Regions from separate parts of the Mus musculus genome. Here regions 1 and 3 are each linked to region 2. Evidence: chromatin contacts called from public HiChIP or PLAC-seq and promoter capture Hi-C data. All regions are on one chromosome and are shown on one strand. The core of a region is the stretch at or near the end of the contact, and the rest is flanking DNA. Distances in the headings are between cores, read along the strand shown.

Region 1 (3,588 bases), core at 84-2,583, 320 kb before region 2:
GGGGTCCTGTGACCACTACAAAATCAGGTATGAGTGAGGGTCTCCTGTTCTAACACAACCTCACGAAACTCTAGAAGCCTGGAAGAGCCTGGCCATGCATGCCTCTCAGGACGTGGTTGCCTAGGTGGATCAAGTTCTAGGATTGCCTGGGCTACACAGTAAACTGGAGGCCAGTCTCAGTTATAAGGGAAGACTGCCTCAAAAATTAAAAATCACGGGCTGGAGAGATGGCTCAGCGGGTAAGAGCACCCGACTGTTCTTCCGAAGGTCCGGAGTTCAAATCCCAGCAACCACATGGTGGCTCACAACCATCCGTAACAAGATCTGACTCCCTCTTCTGGAGTGTCTGAAGACAGCTACAGTGTACTTACATATAATAAATAAATAAATCTTTAAAAAAAAATTAAAAATCACAAGGGAGTATAAAAACCTGGTGTCATTTCCAGGTGGAATATCTCAAGGCCAGGCTCTTGCCTTCCAGGTGTGATCACAAAGACTGGGGAGGGCGGGGAGTTAGGACAGCAACAAGATAGCATGGGTTACTTTCCTAAGAGGGAAGCCAAGAAGAGAAAGGGGAGAAAAGATTACATCCTGCCTTAGCGTGAAACCCACCAATGGTGAGATACATCACATCCTCTTGCTAGGTGTCTTCATCTAGAGGAAGAGTCTGCACTTTTGTCACGTGGGCGACAGGAGCTAATAGACTTCAAACACACTCTGGAAAGGAAGTCCTCTGGGCTAATAAACAGTAATAACAATGACCATTGCAATTCGGCCGCCTTGGAGCACACCTGCACTGCACGCCCTATCATTCAGCTGCTGTAGTCATCCCAACCACTCATTCACAAGAGAAAAGCGAGGCTCAGAGGAGAGATTTTTTTCCCGAGGGAATGCTAAGAGGGGATCAGTAGGAGGCTGGCGCCAGGTTCAGCGTGGAGCAGTGTATATGCCCAAGCTGAGGATCGACTGATGGGGACAAGGTCAGCCAGCTGTCGGGGGTCCGCACCTGCAACCCAGGAAGAGGTGGTTGGCCCAGACCATGGATAAGGACAGCAGCTGGTCCAGGCGGCCGCCGCCGTCGGGTGGGTCTCGGTAGTCAGGCAGGTGGCGCAGGATGAACTCCATGCGCGCTTTCCATTGCTTCTCGCTCTCCGAGTAGGAACGAAACTGCTCGGCGAAGTCGGCGGCCTGCCGCACGCCGGAAACTAGCTTCTCCACCGCGGCGCTGGCCTCGCCACCCACCATGGCTCCCGCTGCCGCAGCCGCTGCCGCCGCTAAGGATCGCACCAGCCCGCCGCTTTCCCGACACGCCCCGCGCCGCCGCCGCACGGCTAGAGCGACCACGGCTGAGGGCGAGTGCTCTGGAGGACTTATCTGGAGCGCCCTCGCGGGGCACGGAGGTCTAGTGCAACCCAGCGTGTGTGGCAACTGCTGGGGAGCTTGAGGCCCGCCAGCATAGAGCTGGCAGCTAGGTGCCCATTGGGACTCTGCAGTGCCCTTTTTGCCCTGGGTCGTTCACCGGGCATCTGTCTATCCTCAGCCACACCTGAGGTTTGCCCTAAGTTCTGTGGCTGTCCCTTGGGAGTGAGGTCCTCTCTTTTATGGATCCACTGTTATCTCAACATCTTCACTGAGGTTGTGTTCTCCTATCTTGCTGTATTCATCATCCAATCAGTACATACAAGGCATTTTGTTTCGTGCCCAGGATGCCCCACTCTAAAGGACTTTGTGAGGGACCCTCATGGTGGAAGGAGAGAACCAACTCCTGAAAACTGTCCTCTGACTTCTACATGCAAGTTGTGGTACTTTGATGTACACACACACACACACACCAAGCAAGTAAATAAATGTAAAAATATAAAATGTAAGCTTGAGTCAGAAGAAAGCCTAGAACTCAGGACCTCCAGATCTAGTGAAGGTCTTAAGTGGTGAGTGGGCTTCAAGGAAGTTCATTATATACTGTTTACTATTGCAGATCCTTCCCTCCCGCTCCCCCAGGGTCATACACGGCCAAGCTGGCCTACAACTGCTTGCTTGCTCCCTTCTGTGGCTTCTGTGGCAGTGTTAGGATCCCAGCAGGCAGAAATACAATCCAGTCCGCAAATGCCAGAGCAGTGAGGACCAGCACCAAGCTGGGTGCTCTCACCTCAGGAAGACACAGTGCTGACACTACGGCTTGGAACATCTGAACCAAACATGAGAATCCAAAGACAGAAACAGCTTTCCCCCAGCAGTCAGCAAGTTAACTGGATAACAGCGACCAGAGCTGAGTCCCAGGATACAGATGCCATACCCTGACTGATACTGCAGTGGCAGGTTCCCAAGTGAAACCTCAGATACCCAGAGTCAAGGTCCCTGGTAATTCTGATTCTAGCTTCAGCTGATCAGACTCTGAGGACATTTGATGTGCCAGGCACAGTGACAGACACCTTTTGTCCCAGCTACTCCATATGTCAAGGCAGGAGAATTATTTGAGCCTGGAAATTTGCTGCCATCCTTATCACCAGAGAAAGATGCTTGACTCTTAAAAACACTGCGGAGGCTTCAGTGAGCTACATCCTTGGTTCCTTGGTTGTGTACTGCAGTGGTTGGTCTAGAAATGAGAGCATGGGGGCTAGAGAGATGGCTCGGGAGTTAAGATAACTGGCTGCTCTTCCAGAGGATATGGGTTCAGTTCCCAGCACCCTCATTGTGGCTTACAGCCACCCACAACTACAGTTGCTTTGTTTGTTTTGTTGTTGTTGTTTTGTTGTTTTTTAATAACATAGGCCATAAGCCTATGCCTGAGCCTCTCCAGAGCTGGTATTTTAAGTGTGTTCCACCATGCTATTGGATTTTGATATAAATTTTAGCATCTCTTTGTTGACTTCTAGAGAAGCAGACTGTTGATATTTCATACGGGATCATGTTGACTACATAGATTCATTGGAGAATTAACATATCACTAGCGAATCTTCTAGTTTACAAACATGGCAACGACACATCTTTCCATCTAGTCTGGCTTTTTGTGCATGTGCTTTTGTTTTGTTGTTTTATTTACTTAGTTTTTGAGATGGTGTCCCTTTCTGTGGTCCAGAGAGTTCTTGAAGTCTCAACCTTCCTGCCTTAGCTTCCTAAATGCTGTGGTTACAGGTGTGCTGCTGCTGTATGTATGGGAAGTGGTACTTGCTTTTTAAAAGCAGGTTCTTAGGTAACCCAGGATGGTCTCAAACTCCTTTGGTAGCTTAGGCTAGCTTTGAAATACTGATCCTTGGACTTCCATTTAGGATTGCAGGCATGAGCCAGTATATCTGCTTTGTGGTTTGCTGTTTCTGTTTCTTTGCTTGCTTGCTTATTTTGGATGTGAGTGAGTGGTATTAGTAAACATTGGCAGAATGTGGAAGTCAGCCTCAGGAGTGAAGGGCTGCCAGTGGGCTAGGAAATCACAAATGGTGATGTACTTGACCCCACAGACACCAAAGATAAGCTGATTTTCAGCGACTATAACTTCAAATTCATCTGCATTAAATCTGATGAATCTCGGTTCTTTGAGATGTAGATCTTCTGGTGACCAGTGAACTTTAACCTGGCCTTTCCCAGACCCTCAGA
Region 2 (3,476 bases), core at 130-2,629:
AAATTATCCATTTTAACTTAAGGTACTGGGAATTGAACCCAGGGCCTCAAGCAGCCTCTGAGAGAATGCTCTCCTACTGAGTCACACCCCAGCCCTCTGTAAGACAATGTAAAAGGAAAGTGCTGTCACCACCACCTGATTCCAGGACAAAACCCGATAACTTGCAAGGATCATCCTCATTTCTCCCTCCCTGTGGCTTCTAGCACTAGCCTGCATTCTGTCCATAAAGGTTCACACATGGTCTCTGCTGGGTTTCTTTGACTTACCATCACTTGTTAGAGGTTTGAGTTGTAGCATGAAATGGCACTATGCCTTTTCTGTGGTAAGTAATATTCCACTGTATGGTTGGACCACACTGTTTATCCTTTCACTAATTGCTGGAGGGTTTGACCTGTGTCCTTCTTTTGACTGTTATACACAGGATTGCTATGATCATCTGAGTGCAAGCACTTGTTGGCATACCTGATTTCTTTAGTCATATACCCAGGAGTGGAAATGCTATCATGAATCTGTTTAACTTACTGGTTTGGTTTTTTTTTTTTATCTTAAAAACAACAACAACAAAATTACGTGTATGTGCCAGCGTGAGTAAATGTGCACCCAGTGCGAGTAATGCCCCCAGGGGCCGGGGGTGGGGGTGAGGGGGGGGGCGTTCCATACCCTGGAACTGGAGCTGCAAAGGATTGTGAGCAACCACGTGGTTGCTGGGAACCAAAACCGGGTCCTCTGCTAGAGCAGCAAGTACTCTTAACCACTGAACCATCTCTCCATACACAACCCTTACCACCCCACCCCACCCCACCCCACCCCACCCCACATCTATGTTTAACTTTTTAAGGAAGAAAAGGTGTTCCAACTTCTTACTCTTGAACGTGTCTGAGTGTCCAGCCTTCGGTTTCCGTCCCCGCTACTGGCTTACCCAACCCATATGACTCATTTACACTATCAGTCTGGCCCCTAAAGGCATCTGAACCTGCCGCCCCTAGAAGGCTGCACAGGTAAATCAACCTCCCTCCAAAATAAAAGTCCAGCGGCTAACTACTGTAGACGCCTACTACACCTCTTCGGCTCTTAGAGCGCGTCTTGGGTTTATTCTCAAACGAGGAAAGTGGCGCTTACCTGAGAAAGAGGCGGCAGAGACCTGACCAACCCATCCCAGCAAGCCAGTTTGGAAGCTGGTTCTGGAAGGAAACCGGGTGAGGCGGGCGAGGCCCGAGTTGGAGGAGGAGGAGAAGGAGGAGCAGCAAGCAGTGCGGCGCGCGCTCTAGAGCCTCGTCCGGGCTGGGGTCTGCAGAGCTGCTGCACGTGAGCGAGCGAACGAGCACGCATCGCGGTGGCCGCTGCACCATGCGCGGCTAGCGGTGGGGTCCCGGCCCCGCAGCACCCGCGAGCCCGGGCGGGGCTCAGGTCGCTCGGGGGCGGTGCCGGTTCCCGCCCCCCACATCCGGGGGCCGGGCTGGGCGCTGGGGCTCGCGCCGCGCGGGTGAGTCAGGCCGGGTTTTCCCTCCGTCTCTGGGGCCAGCGGACGAGTGTCGCCCAGTGCGTCCTTTGCCCGCCGATCCGGCTCCCGCGCGTTCCCGAAGAGCCTGGGAAGAGAAAGGTTCGAGACCGAGCTGGGGACTGCAGCGCGCCCTAGGATTCACGGAGCCAGCATGGTAAGTGGGTAGGGCGGGTCGCTGAGGTCGTTCTCGGACACCCGGCGGGGGTTGGCAGGATGCTGTGCGCGCCCCGGTGTCCTCTGCTCCCGCGCACGAGGCTGACCTGTAAATGCATTTTCCGTGGAGCATCGCCCCGATCCCCACGCCGCAGCTAGGAGGGGCAGGCGCCCTTGGCGCAGGAGTCTGACCTCGGCCTCCGCCCCCTGCACCAGCTCTAAGCAGGCCCCACAGACGGCGGGCGGGAGACGTGCACCCCACCCCGCCCCCTGGGTAGCTAGGAGGGCCTCCGGTAGTTCTGGGATCCCTTGCTTCCTCCACAGCCTTCCTGGGCGCAGTTCCACCGGGATGTCCAACCTGTCTTCTCTGCCGCCTTCCCGGGGACACCACTCACCTGCCCTCACCCTCAGGGTACCCTCTTCCTGCCTCAGCCCCCTACTGTGTCTGGTCCTCACCTGGGGACCTGCGAACAGGGGACGTCCCAAGGTCTGGGACTCTGTTCCAGTCCTGACTTTAGCCTTTGACAAAAGTAAGGACCAGGACTCTTAAGGTATCTCAGTATTAAGATGGGAGCTTGGGACATACCCAACCCAAAGATACAGATTGGGAATGGTTGTCCTTGGGCGGGAGCAGAGGCGGGAGGCCCTCCTGGACCTAGAGATGAGCCTCCTCCCAGGCTCTCACAAGCAGGGCTTCTCTGCCGACTGGCTGCGTGTGGGTGTGTATGTGCAAGACTGAATGAAAGCGACCAGCTAGTTCCCGACACCGCCTCTAGCAGTTTCCTGAGCTCAAGAGTCCCTAAACCTGCGCCACTTCCACTATTTCTTCTTCTTACCTCTTTCCCCAGGGCGGGCAGGAGGGATCTCTGGGAGGGGGGTTAAGTTCCATCCCTCTCAACCTTGCCCTTGGGAGAAACAAGCATGGGGGGCTGGGCAGGCTACGTAGACAGCAGAGTATACTAGTGGAAGGTGACCCCTAGCTGGGACAGCTGGGTGTAGTATAGAGGGCTTTACTGTGGGAATCCAGATTGGTCCTCAAAGCGGAGTCTTCTTTCAGCGTGTGATTCCTTCTTTCAAGCCTCAGTTTCCCTATGTGTAGATAGGGTCCTTTATGCCGTGCTCCACCGACTAGTGTGGAGACGATGTGACATTGTGAAATAGAAGAGCTCAGAAACACTGAAGCACTGGACATAGAGCAAAATGTGGATAATTCTGTCCAGGGGGTAGGGTATGCCAGCTGCCCCCATCGCCTCTCAGGCTGTCCCCATTTTTGGAGTTGGGACATTCCAGTGTCATTCCTCTGTGGCAGCTGCAGGCACACCCCTCAGAAAGGCTGATCCCCCCAGCAGGTGGTGTGACCCTCCCCTGGGGCACTCTGGTGGGACTAGTGGCAGTTCAGGTTGAACTGTAACTCCTGCCTCGGGGAGGATGAGGTGCCCTAACCTGAAGGAAATGCAGTGAAAGCTGCCTCCCATACTGCTGAACATGACCTTGGGCACCTCATTCCACCTCCTGGATGTGCTTTGAAGAGGCATCCAGGGTCTGGTGCTGGGGTGCCCCGCTGGGTACCTCTATTTGAGGCTTTCTGCACTGCTGGCTGATCCTGGGGCCAGAGGGAGACAGGAATGAAGGGGTACTGCTGTGGCTGGATGAGTAATGGTGTGTTCAGCTCCTTACAGAGCCCTGGGCATTAAGATAGACACCCTACTGTGGCAGCACAGCCCTAGCATTTGGTGGAACCCCCCCCCCACTCCCACTTTCTGTACTGCTCTGATCTCCCAGAGGTTATGAGGCTCTTGCTAGCTCTCTCCTACACACACAC
Region 3 (3,666 bases), core at 1,098-3,597, 360 kb after region 2:
CTATCTATCTATCTATCTATCTATCTATCTATCTATCTACCTATCTATCAATCAAGCTATTAGCAATCCTGGGGGTTGGGGAGGGGTATGGCTGCTTCCTCAGAGATCTATCTCTATTAGTAAGCACATAGCCTGTGAGCTCCTCAAAGGTCTTTCAGGGATTTTTGGTTTTCTGGTCATGGCTTGTGGTTTATTCTTCCCAATAGAAGTGGCAGTGGGTTGGGGTATTCACAGTTCAGCTGCTGACCTTTAGGGAGCTGACAAAGGATAGTGGGTGGCAATTTATAAAGTCATAAGTTGCTGGCAGGGCTTGGGGCAGAGTTCTCCCTTCTGCGGGCACTTTAAAGAAGGGAGAGGAAATCATTCAGAAAGCAGCGATTTTGCCCGGAACCAAGGAGGAGAGGTAATGTTGGCTTTATCTTAAAGTGACTTAGGAGCTGTGGGAAACAGGAAAGTTAGGTCTAGACTTCTTCCATTCCCTTTGAAATCCCAAATCCACTCCACCTTGGGTACACAGCTCAATATCTGATGTCAGGAGTCTAACCCAAGGACTTGCATAATCTAAGTCAGCCTTCTCCCTGAGCTGTGCCCCTAGCATTGCACAGCTCAGTAAAGTAGCAAAGACCATAGCAGGGCACAGCTTAGGGAACAGGTGGTAGATAGTACACCTGCCCCCTGCTTCCTCTCCCACAAGCAAGGTTCATTTTCTACTGTCCTTAGGATTGACTCCCCACCCCCACCCCCGCCTTTAGATCTGGGGCAACCACCTCCTCTAGGAGGAGGTGAACCATTCCTATAAGGGAGGCAGAGCTGAGAGAAACTGTAGTGTGCGGGTGTATGCCACAGTTCTACAGGCAAGAGGCTTGCTGTACCGAGGGTAGAGGTTCTGGCCAGGTATTGTCAGATGGAGTATCAGTAGACAGAAGATCAGAAGTCCAGGCATACAATGGCCATCTTCTTTTGTTTTTGTTGTTTGTTTTGATTTCTTGAGACAGGGTCTTCCTCTGGCTGTCCTGGACAGGATGACCTCAAACTCAGAGATCCTCATGCCTCTGCCTCCAAAGTGCTGGGATTAAAGGCGCTCATCAATATGCCCAATGGTTGGCATTTATTTATTTATTTATTTATTTATTTATTTATTTATTTATTTTCGTTCTGAAGCCCAGGCTGGACCTGCATCTCAACTATATAGTTTAAGCCAGCCCCCAACTTGTAGAGAGATTCACACAATTCAGCCTCCTAAATTCTGGAATTACAGATGCCACCAGGGCAGGCTCAAAACAGGAGTCTTAACCCTCGGAAAACAAACCTAAGACGCTTTGGGGGTGGCCTGTAGAGATCACCACCCAGCCAAACGCGCACAGAGGCAGCTAGCTCAGCTGTGTCCTAGTCTTCGATGCACAGTTTTAGTGGGCCAGCTAAGGAACACAGCACATCTAGGCCAGAGCCGCTCCCAACCTAACCTTCCCGGACACAGAGGAAGGGCTGGCCTGAGCCTTGAGGTGGTCCGGACTGTTTCAGGCAGACTAGCCGTGGGAACGCAAGAGCCTCATTAGTATCTCCAGCGCTGGAGAGCAGGCAGAGGCTGTGGGTCTGAGCACACACTTCAGTAGAGACTCCGCACTCAGGACTGTTGTTACCCCAAGGTCTTTCTTTACCATAGCCCCTTAGTGTTACCTAAACAGCCCTTTAAGTTGTTTTTCCTGCAGAAGCAAGTCCCGGCACAGAAGCTGGACAGCAGGACCCTTCCCCACCAGCGACCCCAGTGCAATCCACTAGGTGAGTCCTGCTCCTGAAGGTGACGATCAACGCCGCCCCCGCAGCCCTACACCCCCTCGTGAAGCGGGACATCCCCCGGCCGGCGATCGCGCGCCCTCACCTCCCGTAACAGGCGCTCCAGGTGCGTTTCGGCCCAGGCGGCCAGGGCTCCGGACGGCCCCGCATGCCGCAACAGCTCGCGCTCCTGCTCCAGCGCCGCCACTCGGCCATGCAGGGCGGCCGCCTGGGCTCCCAACAGGAGACAGGCGGCCGCAGAGCCCACCGACAGCAGCAGGCACAGCGCGCTCAGCGCCCGCGACCCGCAGCCCGCTCCGGGGTCCTGCGCGCCTCCTCCGCCCGCCGCGCGCTCGCCCGCGCCCATGGCGACCCGCCGGCTCTGCGTCGGCGCTGCGGCCCGGGGCGGCTCCAGGTCGGCGGCTGCGGGGCTCCGCGTCCGGGTGGCCGCGGATCGCGCACGCCCCCCTAGCCGCCCGCTCAGACTCAGCGGCCACTGCGGGCAGTTCCTTCTATGCAAATAGACCCCGCCAGAAAAGGCGCGGGGACCCACCCAGGGGAGGAGCGGCCGGACGGGGAGGGCGGGGGTGGTGGTGGGGGCCTGGCGCTCATCAGCTCCTCGCAGTCCGGGCCCTCGCCTAGCGGGTCCCGGAGCGCGAGCCTCTGTACCCCGCCGGTGCCACCCGAGGCACCCTATGCGGCCGGGCTCGGCTCTGTCGCAGGCCGCCTGAGGTTGAGGCACTCACTGTTCGAGCCTTGGGAGTGTTCCCCAAGCTTGTAGATTGACCTTTCTGACACTTGCAAAGCAAAACTTGGAACTCTGTGGGAAAGTTAGAGGTTCTTTCTAGACGGTAGCTGAGCGCCGCTTGGTGGCCAAAAGCGACCCCTGCGGGTGTGCGCAGGAAGACTTGGTAACCGAGAATCAAAGAGAAAGAGAAACAAAGGAAGGAAAGAGGAAAACTAGTGAGAGGAATGTGGAAGGAAAGAGAGAAATAAGGAGAATAAGAGACAAGGAAGGAGGCAAACTAGGCACCTCTTATAGTCAATGTTCACCATAGCAACTCAGGCATGGACACTAGACAAAAAAGCTCATACTTCTTTCCTGAACCAGAGGGAGCAGTTAGTTCAGGAAGCAGACAAAAAACAAATGGGAAAAGTGTCTAAAACTTGGTATACCTTGAATTCTGCAGGGACAGACTTAGCCCAAACCCAAATCTGGAATGCATCATACTGACTTGTCTTAACCACAGTTACATTAGGACACCAATCGGGCCCAAAGAGAAAGCCATCCACTTACAGGGATGGCCAGAGAGGCTGAAGTTGGAATCCAGGTTTTAGCTGCCAGGGCCCCCACAAGGCATATTTATACCTCAAAACTGGTCTCAAGTAACTGTCACATTAACTCCTGGGACACCCTTTCGAGAAGAGTCAGTCCTGAGTTTGGAGCCTGGTAAGGGGCACACGTGATGGAGTGGGTTTTAGATAATTTTCCACCTTCCCTTCTGACTCTCCTGTGGCTGTCTTCTTAATTTCTGTGGCTGCATTATCCATTCTGTATTCTTAAAGCCTGTTGAGACCCAGCAACACTCCTACTCCCCTAATTAAAAGGGAAATCACCCAGCTGGCAAGACCCTCTGAACTAAAACTTCCTGGGGTTGGAGGCTGTGGCCTCAGGTAAAGTGGAGTTTCTGGTAGTGGTTATAAAGTCTTGGCCCTGTGTGAAAACTGTGCCTGTGCCCAACAAATATTCTGAAAACCTCTTGCCAAGCAAACCTGACAGTCTACTGAAGTCTCTGAAAAGACGCCAACACCGTATTACAAGTTAGCACCCATTCTCACTACCCATTACCTACCAGTGTTAGTGTTAATGGGTACTGTTTCATTCTAGAAGCG

What was found. Promoter capture Hi-C pulls out the DNA fragments that hold promoters and counts their contacts. HiChIP or PLAC-seq counts read pairs in DNA pulled down with a chosen protein or histone mark.
Region 1: a promoter capture Hi-C map of neural stem cells shows a contact between it and region 2. The contact joins the promoter of Cdkn2aipnl here to the promoter of D930048N14Rik in region 2. A contact is called at or near these places in 2 of 39 promoter capture datasets (liver and neural stem cells), 1 of 115 datasets of contacts at active chromatin or transcription factors (pancreatic cancer cells) and 1 of 9 other capture datasets (liver).
Region 3: a contact with region 2 is called in an H3K4me3 HiChIP or PLAC-seq map of craniofacial prominence, with 4 times the contacts expected there. The contact joins the promoter of Col23a1 here to the promoter of D930048N14Rik in region 2. A contact is called at or near these places in 1 of 39 promoter capture datasets (cranial neural crest) and 3 of 115 datasets of contacts at active chromatin or transcription factors (craniofacial prominence, forebrain and stem cell-derived neural progenitor cells).

The regions. Positions count from the first base shown.
Region 1 is chr11:51,965,376-51,968,963 of GRCm38.p6, reverse strand. It overlaps Cdkn2aipnl (CDKN2A interacting protein N-terminal like), which reads right to left and starts at 1,333. Exons shown (of 3, transcript NM_029976.3): 1 at 1,007-1,333. The coding sequence starts at 1,245.
Region 2 is chr11:51,648,857-51,652,332 of GRCm38.p6, reverse strand. It overlaps D930048N14Rik (RIKEN cDNA D930048N14 gene), which reads right to left and starts at 1,379. Exons shown (of 4, transcript NR_027958.1): 1 at 1,120-1,379. It overlaps N4bp3 (NEDD4 binding protein 3), which reads left to right and starts at 1,260. Exons shown (of 5, transcript NM_145974.3): 1 at 1,260-1,655. Gm30058 (a long non-coding RNA gene) reads left to right here. Exons shown (of 2, transcript XR_388627.1): 2 at 1-243.
Region 3 is chr11:51,288,601-51,292,266 of GRCm38.p6, reverse strand. It overlaps Col23a1 (collagen, type XXIII, alpha 1), which reads right to left and starts at 2,347. Exons shown (of 29, transcript NM_153393.2): 1 at 1,880-2,347. The coding sequence starts at 2,140.